2 separate regions of the Rattus norvegicus genome follow, and region 1 is linked to region 2. The links are chromatin contacts, called in public Hi-C maps. All regions are on one chromosome and are shown on one strand. The core of a region is the stretch at or near the end of the contact, and the rest is flanking DNA. Distances in the headings are between cores, read along the strand shown.

What was found. A called contact is a pair of places that touch in the nucleus more often than the background predicts.
Region 1: a contact with region 2 is called in a Hi-C map of liver, with 2.8 times the contacts expected there. The contact joins the promoter of Ubl3 here to the enhancer-like site in region 2. A contact is called at or near these places in 4 of 12 Hi-C or Micro-C datasets (Schwann cells, kidney, liver and 1 more).

The regions. Positions count from the first base shown.
Region 1 is chr12:11,507,978-11,514,659 of GRCr8, reverse strand. It overlaps Ubl3 (ubiquitin-like 3), which reads right to left and starts at 4,748. Exons shown (of 5, transcript NM_001015030.1): 1 at 3,934-4,748. The coding sequence starts at 3,960.
Region 2 is chr12:11,461,961-11,468,870 of GRCr8, reverse strand. No RefSeq gene overlaps it. Among named protein-coding and RNA genes, the nearest start is that of Ubl3, 44 kb to the left of the region's middle. Within about 2 kb of position 3,995, at least 3 of the 93 cell types and tissues checked have an H3K27ac peak or open chromatin away from gene starts, as enhancers often do. A contact at or near this core is called in liver, where this site is marked.

The DNA.
Region 1 (6,682 bases), core at 3,499-5,998, 45 kb before region 2:
TTACCAAGTCACACGCTTCTTCAGGTCCTTAGCTTGAAGGGCTCTCCCAGCTTCAACAGGGGAAAAACCGGTGTTTGTGGCAGGAGAAAGAAAAGGATAAATGGAGTCTAAGCAAGGAAGGAACCCGCATTTCGTCTCAGAATACTTTCCCCATGGTGACAGTTCTGCCTTCTGGATCCTGGCCTGGCCTGGCTCCTCCTCACCATCATTGTATGTTAACTTAGGAAACCATCAAAGGTCACACTGAAAGGAAATTTATTTTAGTTATTTCCTGCCCACTAGAGGGCTCCAAAAATATTTCTTTCTTGACTAGAAGAAATAAACCAAGCATTACAATTAAAGTATTCTATGAAGCATATGAAAGGTACTGACAAAACCAATTGCCACCATACCTTTTGCCCCCAGACTACGAACTGTTGATCAAGCAGAGAGAGCACCAGCTGCTCTACAGAGCAGTGCGCCTCACCGTCTACACACATCTCTGCAGTCTCCACCTTTCTGCTTTTAAGACAGGCTCTCATTGTACAGCTCCCGCTAGCCTAAAACTTACTTTGTAAAGCAGGCTGGCCTTGAACTCATAGCACCTGCCTGCCTCTGCCTCCTGAGCACTGGGATTAAAGGTGTGCACACCCGGCTCGCAGGTGATTTAGCAGATAGGGTTTGATGTAACGGATGTCCAAAAGCCATAAAGTGCAATTCTAGTCCAAAGTCCTAAGTTGTCTCCCAAAGGAAGAAACACTTTTATGAACATAGCCTACATGCTGAGACCTTTCCCAATTCAGAGTCCTCATCATGGGCTCCACCTGTCTCCCTCTCAAGTCCTATCACCCACATGTCACTACAAAGACACAAACAATGGCTACAGCCCAAGGAAGACCACAAATTGTGAACTGTTTTCAAAATATAAAGGGAACTACTGTTTAAATATGATGTATTTAATAAAATTCTGCTCCAATATTTTCAGATTTTTTCCACACGTAGGAGAGATACTAGTAAAATGTGTTTCCAACTCTATCACTATCCACAAAGAAAAATCAGCATCTCTTGTAAATAAACTCATGTTCCTAGAACATACGTGTGTGTGTGTGTGTGTGTGTGTGTGTGTACACTGCAGAATGGTGAAAAGAAGGCTCCTTGCGAATTATTGTATAGAAGGTGCAACAAATCACGGACGCATTTTATCCTTCTGGATAAAGTATGTTTTTACAGTAAAGAAAGTAAATTTTAGTGACTCCTACTCACAAAATTAAAACTAGTGTTAAAATACCAGTCACAAAATGAGCTACAATCATAGCCATAAGAAGACTTTATCCAAATGTCAATTGAGTTAGCAATTATCATCCGTCTGGAAGGAATTACCGCAAATGAACCAGGGCAGGGGCTCTAACATCAGTGCCCCGCCCCACCTCCTGGGCAGGATGTTTCCAGGGCTGATGAGCACCATTAAGACGTAAAGGAGCAGAACATTTGTTTCTAAATAGCACTTGAAAGGTTCATATTACAGCACCCAACAGAAAGGCAATTCTGCACTTCTAAGTTCAACCCTGTGACAGATCATATCCTAATCAATTTAGAGTCAGGCTTAAGGAAATGTTTCTTAGTGGGAACATCTCTGCTCCTGAAGAGATGGCTTTCAAAAATCAAAAAGTAATAAACCATCCTCACTTCAAGTCACCAAAGCAAACTCAAATTGTCAGTTTTTGGTATGAGGAGTTTAGTTATGAACAACTTCTAAGGAGGCAGTATTTAATACACACACACACACACACACACACACACACACATGCACGAATGCGTGCATGTGTATATACATACATACATATATGTATGCATGTATATATAGAGAGAATTCTACACACTTATCAAAGATCCTTCTGACAGAAAAACTAAAATTTAAGTAATAGAAAATGGTTGTTTAAAAAGGATTTTCTCAAACAATCATATGGTCCAGCAAGATGAACACAAGATACAAAACCCACTTAGAACTTGGAAGTCTGCACAGGCTACCTCTGAGGCACATCACAAGGCATTCTATGTTTATTACATAATATTGCTTTGCCCTTGCATATCACCTTTAATCAGGGATCTCAAAGCACCACTGAGTCATCAAGGCCTTAACACACAATCTCAAACAGACAATAGTTGTAGTTTCTAATTGTGGCTATTAATAAAACCCTTGCCCCTACGTCAGTCCCTCAATCCCAACACAGCTTCCAGTCATCAAGAGATGGCATCCCCAAAATCACCTCGATGTGTGGTTGGTGCTCTACACCCCACTTTTTCTTTATCAGTGGGCCCAAAGAAAGTGGCACTGCTTTAACTACACACATCTATTCCATTACAACTTCTCTGACAGAATAGATGGCACTCAGGTGGGTGTAGCCTTCACTGCGCTGATGCTATAAAATGGAGGCTTTACAAAGAGCAAATCTTTGCCCGAGGCTATGAGCCCACAGATCACTCATCAAACAGGGGAAGAAGCATTTGCAGTTCTGTGTAGAGACCTCTCCAGGCAACTCCAGAATAGTGGAAAGAGAACCTTGGCAGCCACTCAGGCAGGCAGGAGACCGTTCCCCCTGCACACATCAAGAAGGAAGAACAGCTAAAAGGACAGAGCCGAGTTTAAAGACTCCGGAAGCAAAGGCTGCAAGCAGAGTGGCCACCCGGGAGGCAGACCCAGTGGTTCCTTTGCATTTGAATAGCATATTAAGTGGAAAATCAAACAAACAAAATACCTTTAAACCAAGGTCAAAATACACAATTTAGGGTCATTTTTCTTTTAAACATATGTAAAACAGGTCATCCCTCCATAGAAATATCTGACATTTTAAAAATGCAGTCATTAGCAAAGTTCAATTTTGGGTTCGCACTGTAATTCACACACATTTAAATGTCAACTTGACATAAGTGGGCATGATTACATTAACTTCGATTCTTTCAGAAACAGGATTATTCATCTCCCTGTAACTTGCATTATGTCTGCCCTCAGGACTGCAAAGTGTCACTTCACACTCCCACAAACCCACCCCTCCGCACTGTAAGGCTACACAGTAACTGCCAGTCAACATACTCACACCCTAACATTTAGAAACCAAAGGAAAAAGCCTCAATAAACAAGAGCACTTTTTGTTTCCAGTTCTCAACGCCCAGTGATGCAGGCTCAATAAACATGCTTAACTGGCTTAAAACAAACAATAGACAAACAAGAACCTAAAATGCAAAACTGTTAAATACTTGGTTCCAAGAAACCTTGTAATATCTATATTAAAAATGGATCCCTTACGCGATCAGCCTAGAATTGAAAAAACATTTAAATAGCTCGGATTGTCATAGCTGTTCGGCTAGACGTTTCCAAGGGCTCGCAGCAAGACTTTTTCCGAAGAGGTGCGCCGCTGTCTCTGAAACTATCAAGTGTGCACCTACGTCTGAGCGATCTTGTCTGTCGCTGAGCTAGACAGCCTCTTCCTACCCTAGGTATCCAGCACGGCGCCCGTCCCCGGCTGTGCCCACACAGCCCCTGACGTTTTCTCGAAGCGTTTAAATCCAAGCCTTCAGAGCCTTCTAGCAATCGGGAAGGAATTTCCTCCGCTTCCACTGCATTTCCCTGCCTCTGGCGACTTAGAAAACACAACCGAACCAGTGACTCCCAGCGGTTTAAAAAGAAAAAAGAAAAAGAAAGAAAAGAAAGAAAAAGAAGAAGCAAAACCACAACAAAAACTAGTGCTTCCTAAAAAAAAAGAAAGGAAGGGGGGGCGGATGAGGGGAGAAGAGCCAACTTCTCCAAAACCAAGTAGACTGGCTTTTCCAGAAGTGCCCCCATTTCCCCCCCACCGGGCCCCAGAAACCTTCGCCCCGACGCCAGCGTCGTCTTCCGATTAAATCAGATTGGAAACCACAATACAATCCGAACCTCAGAACTTATCGTTCACTTACCATATCCGCCGGGACATGACTGGACATCTTGCCTTTTGAGAGTGGGCCAGAGGTTTACGCAGAAAACAAAACAAAAACAAGAGCAGAAGTGCTGGAGCTTCGGAAAACCCAAAAGCAAAACAAAAAACAAAAAAAAAACAAAAACCCTTCACAATTCTGATCGGTTCGTGCTGAGCTTTCTCAAAAGGAAAAAAAAAAAGTAGAAGTTACGTGGGAGCACAAGAGCTTCTGGGGCGAGAGGCGCGAGGGGAGTCGATCGTCAGCAGCAGTAGCAGCTCCAGGACCCGCCGCGCCAGGTGGACAGAGCCGAGTGACACAGGGACATGGAGTGGGGTGGGAGGGGGTTAAATGCGCCGTCCTCTTTCCCCGGCCCAGGCGGTGATTCACTCGCGCTCGCGACTCAGGTCCTCATTAAAGCCCCGGCGACGAAGTGTACAGATAACTATGTGGCTACACATCGAGCGCCGAGCTGAGAGCGGCCGGGGCCGCCGAGAAGCTCAGCGCGCGCCGCGGGGCCGCACAGCCGAGCTGCGCGCAGCCGCGCTCAAGGGCATCGACCTCGCCGGCCGCCGAGCCGAGCCGAACCGGGCCGAGCCGAACCGAGCGCAGCGCCGGGGGGCTCAGGCCGCGGGCGCCTCAGCGCAGCAGCGCGGGTCGGGCCACATCGCGTCCGTACTCCGGCCGCCTCCGCCTCGCTGCCTTCCGCGGCGTCTTCCGGGGGCTCCTCCCTTAGCTTGGGAACAGCTCCCCCTCAGAGCCCTGACTCTCCGCCTCCTCCTCCACTCCTCAATCCCACACGCCCCGGCCGCCTCCTGTCATCGCCTCAGCCCAACATGGCGGCGGTGGCGGCTGCTGGTGCCTGAGAGCCGACTTGGGAATAGCGCCCCCTCTCCCCCGCCCCCGTCTGCGCTTGTTCCCTTCGTCACAACGGAACCCTCTCGGAGCATCACGGGAAATGTAGTTCGTGCAGGTGAGGGGAAGGGGCCGCCAGGGCGTCCTTGCGGGCATCAATGCCACGCCCCCGCATAGCAACAGTTCCCTGCATAGCAATAGCTTCCTTGTCTCCAGTTTAGAGGCTCTTGCCCTGCAGTCAGTTCCTACCTGTGTCCAGAAATGCCATGATTACGCGGATTGTTGGAGGAAAACAACTTGCACGAAGAAGTCCCTCGCGCACTGTGTAGACTCTGTTAAAATAGGACATACCATGGTGCAGAAGCATGCGTTTTAATTATTGCAAGTTCTCCACAACCTGCAATCTCAGACCATTTTATTGAGTGAGTTAATCTTTAGGTCTCCTCAACATGACAGTTTGAAGATCAGAAGCAATCATTGATTTCCAATAAGGCCACGGAAGTTCAACAGAAACAAGGCTCTCATGAAGCAGAGGCAATGTTTGAACACACGTTTTCTGAAGTGCCACGGCCATAAAGCTACAATCTACTTAATTGAAATGACCAGAAACTGTATTAGTCACAATAGTGATATCATGCAAAGTCTGTAGCAGAGACTACCTGTAGATTCACCTACTTCCAGCCTAGCCCCTCTTTGACCCGGTGACGTAATTGTATTATGAATTTAAAACAGCATAATATAATGCTGGTGCTAGAAGATTTAGGTGGAAAAATATGTCTGCCACAGATATCGGATCAGAATAGAGAAACCACAGGTATTCAGTTGATCCTTAATCATATCTCAGACCTCTCGGAAGGGCAGTTTCAACACGATACTACGATACTACTACACCCACCTACAGCTGTGACCTCACCTATCAAGCAGCCTTGCCTACCTTCCAGGGCTAAAGTCCGGGTGCTGTTATGTGGATGATTTCATACATGGCACAGAAATCGTTTTGTAAATAGCACACATCTTCTGACGTGAACTGTTGCTACTCATCCTCTTTCTCTCTCGGCACACAAATGCACCAAGCACTCTGCAGCCACTGAGAGTTCAGACGTGAGCTATGCAGTCCCTATCCCCACGGAGCTCACTGTCTAGGAACCTGTGTCATTCCCCATGACCATCTCCCCAGTCACGCTTGTCCTCATCGGATGGGAACTCACAGGACACTTAAGAGGACCTACCTGTCTTTTGAATGGTGGCCTGACTGAAGAAATTCCATGCACTCCTAGGGCCCTGTATCACAGACCCAACTCCCTAAGAATCCAAAGGTAGAGGAAAACAGAGGCCCAGGCTCACTCCAATGCGGCTTCCATATTTCAGCATCTGTGGGTTCTATGGTCTGTTAATGTAGTTTCTCTGTGTGTGTGTTGAATAACCACAGGACCCTTCCCCACCACCAATCCTCCTGGAAATCCAGACAACTGGAACTCTTCAATCCACCAGCAGATTCTGAAGAAGTACTTGATTACCATTTAAAAATGCTCACCAGGTTAATTCCCCGTGCCCCGCCTACTCTCCACCCCCCCATCCTCACTCTGCCAGACCTAAGTGCTAATGAAAGTCAAGAAGCCAAAGTTGGCAGAATGAAGCACCAGCCCCATTGCCAGGGATGTAATGACCCCTACTTGGAGCCCAAGACCTCAGCATGTCTGCCCCTGCCCCTTCTGTATAAGGTCCCCGTCTTTTAAAAGTAAGCTTTCTGAACCTGGTTGCATTCCTAATTACTCAAATAAGACAACAGCAAAACTCATTGGAACCCTTTCCTGACATAATTCAGGCATGAAGGAGCATTGCCGAACACAAAGGGATTTCTCCGCTCTGCCGCCTCTACTGTGGAGAGAGAAGTGAG
Region 2 (6,910 bases), core at 2,746-5,245:
TCTTTCTCTTTTTTTCTTTTTAAACACAGATGTTAGCAGTTTTTAAAGGTCCCAGCGATGCTAATATATGTCCTATACAGACGTGAAACCCATCAAATTTTGTCGGAAGAGAAAACACTAAAATATTAAGGAAATTTGTTAGCATCAAAAAGCATTTTTGATAAAGTCTACAGACTTCATATTCTCGTATTTATGACGTTGTTTTAAACATCAAATGTGGGACTGCAAAGCGAGGATGAACAGAAGCTTTCACCGGGTGGAAAGAGAACACCTGAAAGAGTTCATGTCTTCTTTATCACCATACAACTGGTCTCTGATAGCCACCAAGATGGGAAGAACTTTCTTGTCTCGGTCCGTGCTTGACTTTCACGTGTGTTTTCAAAACCCTGGAAAGACAAAGGTCACTGACCTCTGGACAGTGCCAGTGGAATGGATGTGATGTCAATGGCAGAACCGCTTTTTGCTGGTGTCCCATTGGTATTGCCTGGAATCCTGAATTGAAGAGAGCGGAGTCCTGGGCAGGGAGGGGCGGGGCGGAGTGTGGCGTGGTGGCGCGGGGCAGGGGCTTCCAGATTTCACTGAGCCCAGAGGAGTGGAAGCAGCCTGTCGGAACAAGTCCACTTGCCAAACATGGCTTACAGAAGGCCTAGACAGGCTCCTTGTCCATTGTCTGCTTTTGGGGCCAGTGCTACGTATGACTTCAGACCTGGCAGATGACACGCTGTTTCCTCTGGCTCTGAACCATAGTGTTCTCTGTGACAACGGGAGATTCCCTGGTTTCTTGTCAGATCATGTTAATTCTGCCCACTTCCTGCTCATTTTTGTCACAAATGTGAGATCTACTTGTGGTTAGATTGTTTCTTCTATGTTGGCGAAGGAAACATTCTCCTTAAGACTTACAGTTATCATGGAGGCTGAGAATCCTTCTAAATTCCCCATCGTCTTTCTCACTTCCCGTGGACGCCACGAATATCACTGTGGCTTGGCTGCACTGAAGACATGCTTGAAAAAAATCTGCATAGATCAGTGAAGAAAACCAAGAGGTTTCAGTGTAAGTCAGTGGTTCTCAACCTGTGGGTCATGACCCCCACAGGGGTCACATGTTGGATATCCTGCATAGCAGATATTTACATTATGATTCAGAACAGTGGCATCAAACAGTTAGGAGGTAATAATAATTTTTATGCTTGGGGTTGGGGGGGCACCACAGCATGAGGACCTGTATTAAAGGGTTGAAGCATTAGAAACCGCTGTGCTAAGGTAGCAGCTTTGGACGCATCTTGCAAAGGATTGAAATAATACCAGTTAAATGATATAAATAGCAAACTCCATGACCAGTCTACTGCTGATATTGTATATATTATTTTTATTGTCTAAACTTTAAAGAGGAAATTCTAAGCTTTCTTCTTCTTCTTCTTCTTCTTCTTCTTCTTCTTCTTCTTCTTCTTCTTCTTCTTCTTCTTCTTCTTCTTCTTCTTCTTCTTCTTCTTCTCCTCCTCCTCCTCCTCCTCCTCCTCCTCCTCCTCCTCTTCCTCCTCCTCCTCCTCCTCCTCCTCCTCCTCCTCCTCCTCCTCCTCCTCCTCCTCCTCCTCCTTCTTCCTAAGTTTATGGGCATCATACGCATGCGGGTGTCCAAAGAGGTCAGAAGCTATCGGGTATCTTGGAAATGAAGTTACGGGCATTTGTAAGCTTCAGGTGTTGGGAGCTAAACCCAGGAAGAGCAGTAAGTACTCTTAGCCGCTGAGCCATCTCTCCAGTCCTGTTTGGCTTTCCTAAATGAATTTAAATTGCTTCGCTCTGTGTAGATTAATAGTCATAGTCACCACCCTATACAGAACATCGGCTTGGTCTGTGGGCGTGATGCTTTTGTGCACTGGGTAAAGGTTATTATCCTTGTGTTATTCAAAGGCTGATGTCTCTGCTCGAGTAACTTGTTTCAATCAGGACACGGCATTGTAATGTTTATGTCTAGAATCACCCGTCTTAAATTTGTGTAAGCAATTCTTGTCATTTATTTCTCTGCCTTTTTAATAAATGCTGATCACCTAGTGGCTGGGCAAAATAGAGAACAAAATAGAGAAACTCCCACCAGCCAGGGGAAGGAAAGGGGAGTTTCAGGGATGCCATGAGGAGAAGGTCCGGAAAGACTCTACAGGAAGAAACATCTAAAGTAGAGAGAGCTAGGACGGCATTAAACTGTGAGTATTAATTGAGATCGTGGCTGGAGGTAGCCGGATTAGCATGGAGGGTTCAGGTAGGTCATTTAACTGCTCACCTATTGAAGTGCAGGTTGAAATAAATCTTGGTTTCTCCGTGTGGTTACTGGGAACTAGTAAAGGTAAAGAAATACAGCGGCAGGATTAATTCCCTGATTACATTTATATTTAAAATAAATTCATTTTATATTTGTCTTCATGAATTCTACCAGGAGTTCCTATGATGATCCATTTTGCCCATTAAAAGGCTGGTAATATGGGTTGGTAGCATAATTAAAACGTTTTTGTTTAAATATTTATGAACTAAATATAATCAAGTTGCTATATTTAAATCTAATGTATTTATTCTACTGTATATGACATACATATGTAAGAAAAATCACCAAATATTCCCCCCTTCATTCCGATGAGAGAAATGTCTATTGTCACATCTTCAGGAGCACTGGCTATTGGTTAAGGAAGACCAATGTCTGCGTTTACTCCAGATTTCATTAATAATTCTGCCTCGTGATCTCTGTGCTGAACTTGATGACCCAAGGCCTGTGGGAGTCAATGAGATTTGACAAAGGCGGCATTCAGCTTCTTTGGATCCATTTCAGGAACGGTCAAGCCTGACTGCGTAGGGGGAACAGAAGCACTGCCAGGGCCGAGTGGCCTCGTTAACTGGTTAATCATCGACCCAATGCATCGTTGACCAAAACTGGAAAGTCTTGTCATCTGGTTGCCAGATGCTGACAGAACTGAGAGGGAAACACTGGAACTCAGGAGCTCAGGCCAGACTTTAACGAACTGGCTTTTGTTATCATACAAAGCTTCCTCAGACAGGGATAGATCAAGCACGGATGTATATGAATGGGTGTCTATATTTTTCTGACTATCTGTTCAGAAATCTATTAAAGAATAATATCTTTCAACTTAAGGGACTGTAATATCATACCTCTCCGTGAGAATTGTTACAAACGATGCAATTCTAACCCTTCAACGTTACAACTTCACCTGGTGTGCAAAGGCATTGATACATACAGAGAGATTACTGAGTAACAGAAACTTTGTGACTGTAGCTGTTATCAAACTTGGGAGATCAAAACCTGTGACCCAAGCCAGGTCCGTCCACCCACCCTGGATGAGCCTATTAAAGAAGCAAATTAGTAGTAAAAAAGGAAATGAGGGCAATGTGTTCAATGTGGCCACAAAAAAGAAAAAGAGACCCAGTGAACAGCCCCAAGTCTGTCTCCAGGGTTCTGAAGTGAGATTAAGAGTTCCAATGCACACAGGTAAGCAGTCACCTTCAAACTATGGTTCTGGCCATTCTTGTCTGGCTTTGAGGCTCACCCTGTAAAGTTAGGACCTTGTGTAATCTTTTTCCAGGAGACAAGTTCCCCTTCTGGCTGCGATCTTTTCTTTGTCTCAGCATCAAACCTCTGAGTAAAGCCAGTTGGTGGTGGGGTATTTGAAAGGCAGAGCTAGACAGGTCTCTGAGTTCAAGGCCAGCCTGGTCTACAGAGTGAGTTCCAGGACAGGGGCTACAAAGAGATACCCCCTCTCAGAAAACCAAAAGCAACCAACCGACCAAAATCCAACAAAACAAAACACACACACACACACAAAAAAAAAAAAGGGTGGGTGGGTGGGTGGAGAAAGAAATTCCTGGGAAAATTTTTATTTCTCTGGGGTCTACTGTTTCAAACGGTCTGATAGTCAGATGGAGAGACACGAGCGCCTCCTTTATTACCTGCATTTCTGCCGCGCCAGTTGCGTAACCACTGTGTGCTTATCTTGAGGCCCGAGCGTATCAAAGCTGTACTACGGGCTGTGCACCACGAGGAAGCCAGCGTGTGCTGGTTGCCCACGCTGGAGGAGATTATCAGCTGCATTTATGATTGAGCTTTTGGTGAAGTGGTTGCACTGTATCCTTCCTCTGTCAGGCTGTCCCGAGCTCTTTAGTATCAAAGTTAGATTCATGATAACACAGCGAAGATCCCTCAGCGCGTCCTCATCTACACACGGCTAAGCCATCAAGGGTACAGTACAATGGCTAGAAGCCCTAACCTGGCACGTGAGTTCTGCTTGCAAGTAGTCTGAGACGAGAGGGGTATCTTGACCCTTCTCACTTCCTCTCCTTAAATGCAGATAACGTCCTCTGAGGTGTTGCTGGGACCAAGTAAAGAGACGACGTGTGAACCGGCCTGGTGTCTATTAGTCCTGGTTGAATGTGTACCCCAAGTCAGGAAACACTGGCCCAATGTTGCTGCTACTCAGTGTGGACCGAAGGAGTGGGCCCCGGGGAGTTCCAGGACAAGGAAAGATGGCCTCGGTTCCTGTTTCCTCGGGAGATCCCAGGTGCGAGGTCTCAAGCGCTGTTTAGATGTGATTTCGATGAGAAGAATCCTTGGAGAAATCCTTATAGAGAAATGTACTTGGCCTTCAGACTCCCTTCTGAGTGGATCGGCAGCTTCATAGAGACGTTTTTAGAATCCAGGTCTCGTTGTAGTGATCACAGTCCCCTGAGAGTATCATGAACTTCCGGGGACAAAGACACTTTGACCTGCATTTGCTGGAGCGGTTGCATCAGACCATGTGAGCCACACAGCAGGCAGCTCCTTCCCTCCCAAATGTTAGAGATTTTACTTCACTGCTTCCTCCACTGGGCTGGAAGAAAAGGCCTTATGGCGACCCGGCTACTATTTTGAAGGGAGGGTCACTCTTCTAGTATGGGAAGAACATAGACCTCGTGATTGTGTAGGTGCGAGATCTTTTATTATCTGTGCCACCCAGCCCACCTTCAACAGTACTAGCCTGGTCGTTTGGAGGGGCGCGTGAGATCAGGTGACTTACAAACAACAGCAATGTGTTTGTCACAATCCTAAGGACTGAGCACTCTTGGATGAAAATCTCGTACTAATCTCTTCATGTAAGGAGGGTCTCTTCCTCAGGGGGAAAAAGGGTGTGTCAGTCATCGTCATGCTACTGTGATCAAATACCCGACAGAATCATCTTAAAGAGAGGAAAGGTTTACTTTTGCTCACAATTGCAGGGATATCTTGCTGTCACAGCATAGAGTTGGGGAGAGCATTAGAGCTCACTCGTGGTGGCCAGAAAGCAGAGGGAGGACGTGGGGACTGGTGGGGGCAGGTCGGGGTTCTAGCCCGCTTGCTCCTTTCACATCCAGAGCCCACTTTATTGGCTAGGGAGCAGTCTAAGTGTCTTTCCTTTCACTCAGCCTTCTCTGGGGATGACTCCCAGAGCTGTTTCCTAACTCCAGGTATGTCTCAGCCCAGCCGAGTCCACAATGAAGATAGACTATCTCAGGGAGGGAAGGGACTTCCTCTGGGAAATTTTGATTCCCCCCAAATTTTGATTTTTGGGAGTATTGATTCTGGTTGCAAGGTCTCCACCCTCATGACCTCTACCCTGAAAGTTTTCATTTCATGCTAATATCTTTTTGGAGGCGAAGATTTCATTACGTGAGTTTTGGAGCAGGGGCTGGGAGTTGAGACCCCTTTAGTTCACTGCAGTGAGTGTGCCTCGACGCCTTCATCTGAACGACGGACAGACGGACGGACAGAGTGCCACTTAACCCCTCACAGCTATGACATGGGTCAATGAGGTTAGGAATGTGCCAGAATCCGTTCATGGTGTTGAGGAGATGGCTCAGCGGTTAGAGCGATTATTGTTCTTACAGAGGACCTTAGTTCAATCCCTGTACCCATGTTGGGCGGCTCACAATTCCACTTCCAGAATATCCGATGTCATATTCTAGCATCCGTAGATACCTGAACTCATGTATACACACACACACACACACACACACACACACACTCTTAAAAATTATTTTTCTTAAATAAATGAAAGATCAGAAAGCATACCAGATCAATGAGAGCCAGGGTACAAATGTACAATTTAAAGAAATCCTGTAGGGAATAAGAAAAGACGATTTAACGCCCTGCGTTCCCTAAGACACAAGTTTCGAGCTTAGGACATATGCTGAATACCTTTGATGGCTGGTCTTCACACTGGCCCAGCCCCACTGGAGCATCTGCAGCCTGCTGAGGGCTGAGAGCTGGCTTTCAAAAATCCTTTTAACTGAAGTAACATTTTATATTGCAATTTTAATATAATATATCCTCTTCCTCTTTCTCCTCACTCTCAACATATATATATATATATATATATATATATATATACATATATGTGTGTGTGTGTGTGTGTGTGTGTGTGTGTGTGGCTTGAGTTGGAGTCCATCTTGAACTATATGAGGACCTCTCCTCTGCTCCCCCTCTCCCACGGGTTTTGTCAAGACTGGGTACCAGAACTAGAACTCTCAGATAGCTTCAGGATGGAGGATGCTGGTTGCTAGGGAAAACAACCCTGCTGATAAGAAGATTAGAACTTGGGGCTGGAGAAATGGCTCAGCGGTTAAGAGCACTGGCTTCTCTTCTAAGGGTAACGAGTTCAATTCCCGGCAACCATATAGTGGCTCACAACCATCTGTAATTGGATCCGATGCCCTCTTTTGCTCATATACGTAAAATAAATAAATAAATGTTTAAAAAAAAGACTAGAACTTTTGGTTTCCTTATCTGATCTCTGGGAAGAGTGAGGGCTAGAAGTCAAGTTGATCACATGTTAGTGACATAATCAATCATAGTCACAAAATTAAAGCTACATAAAACCCTGCAAGAATGAGGTTTTGG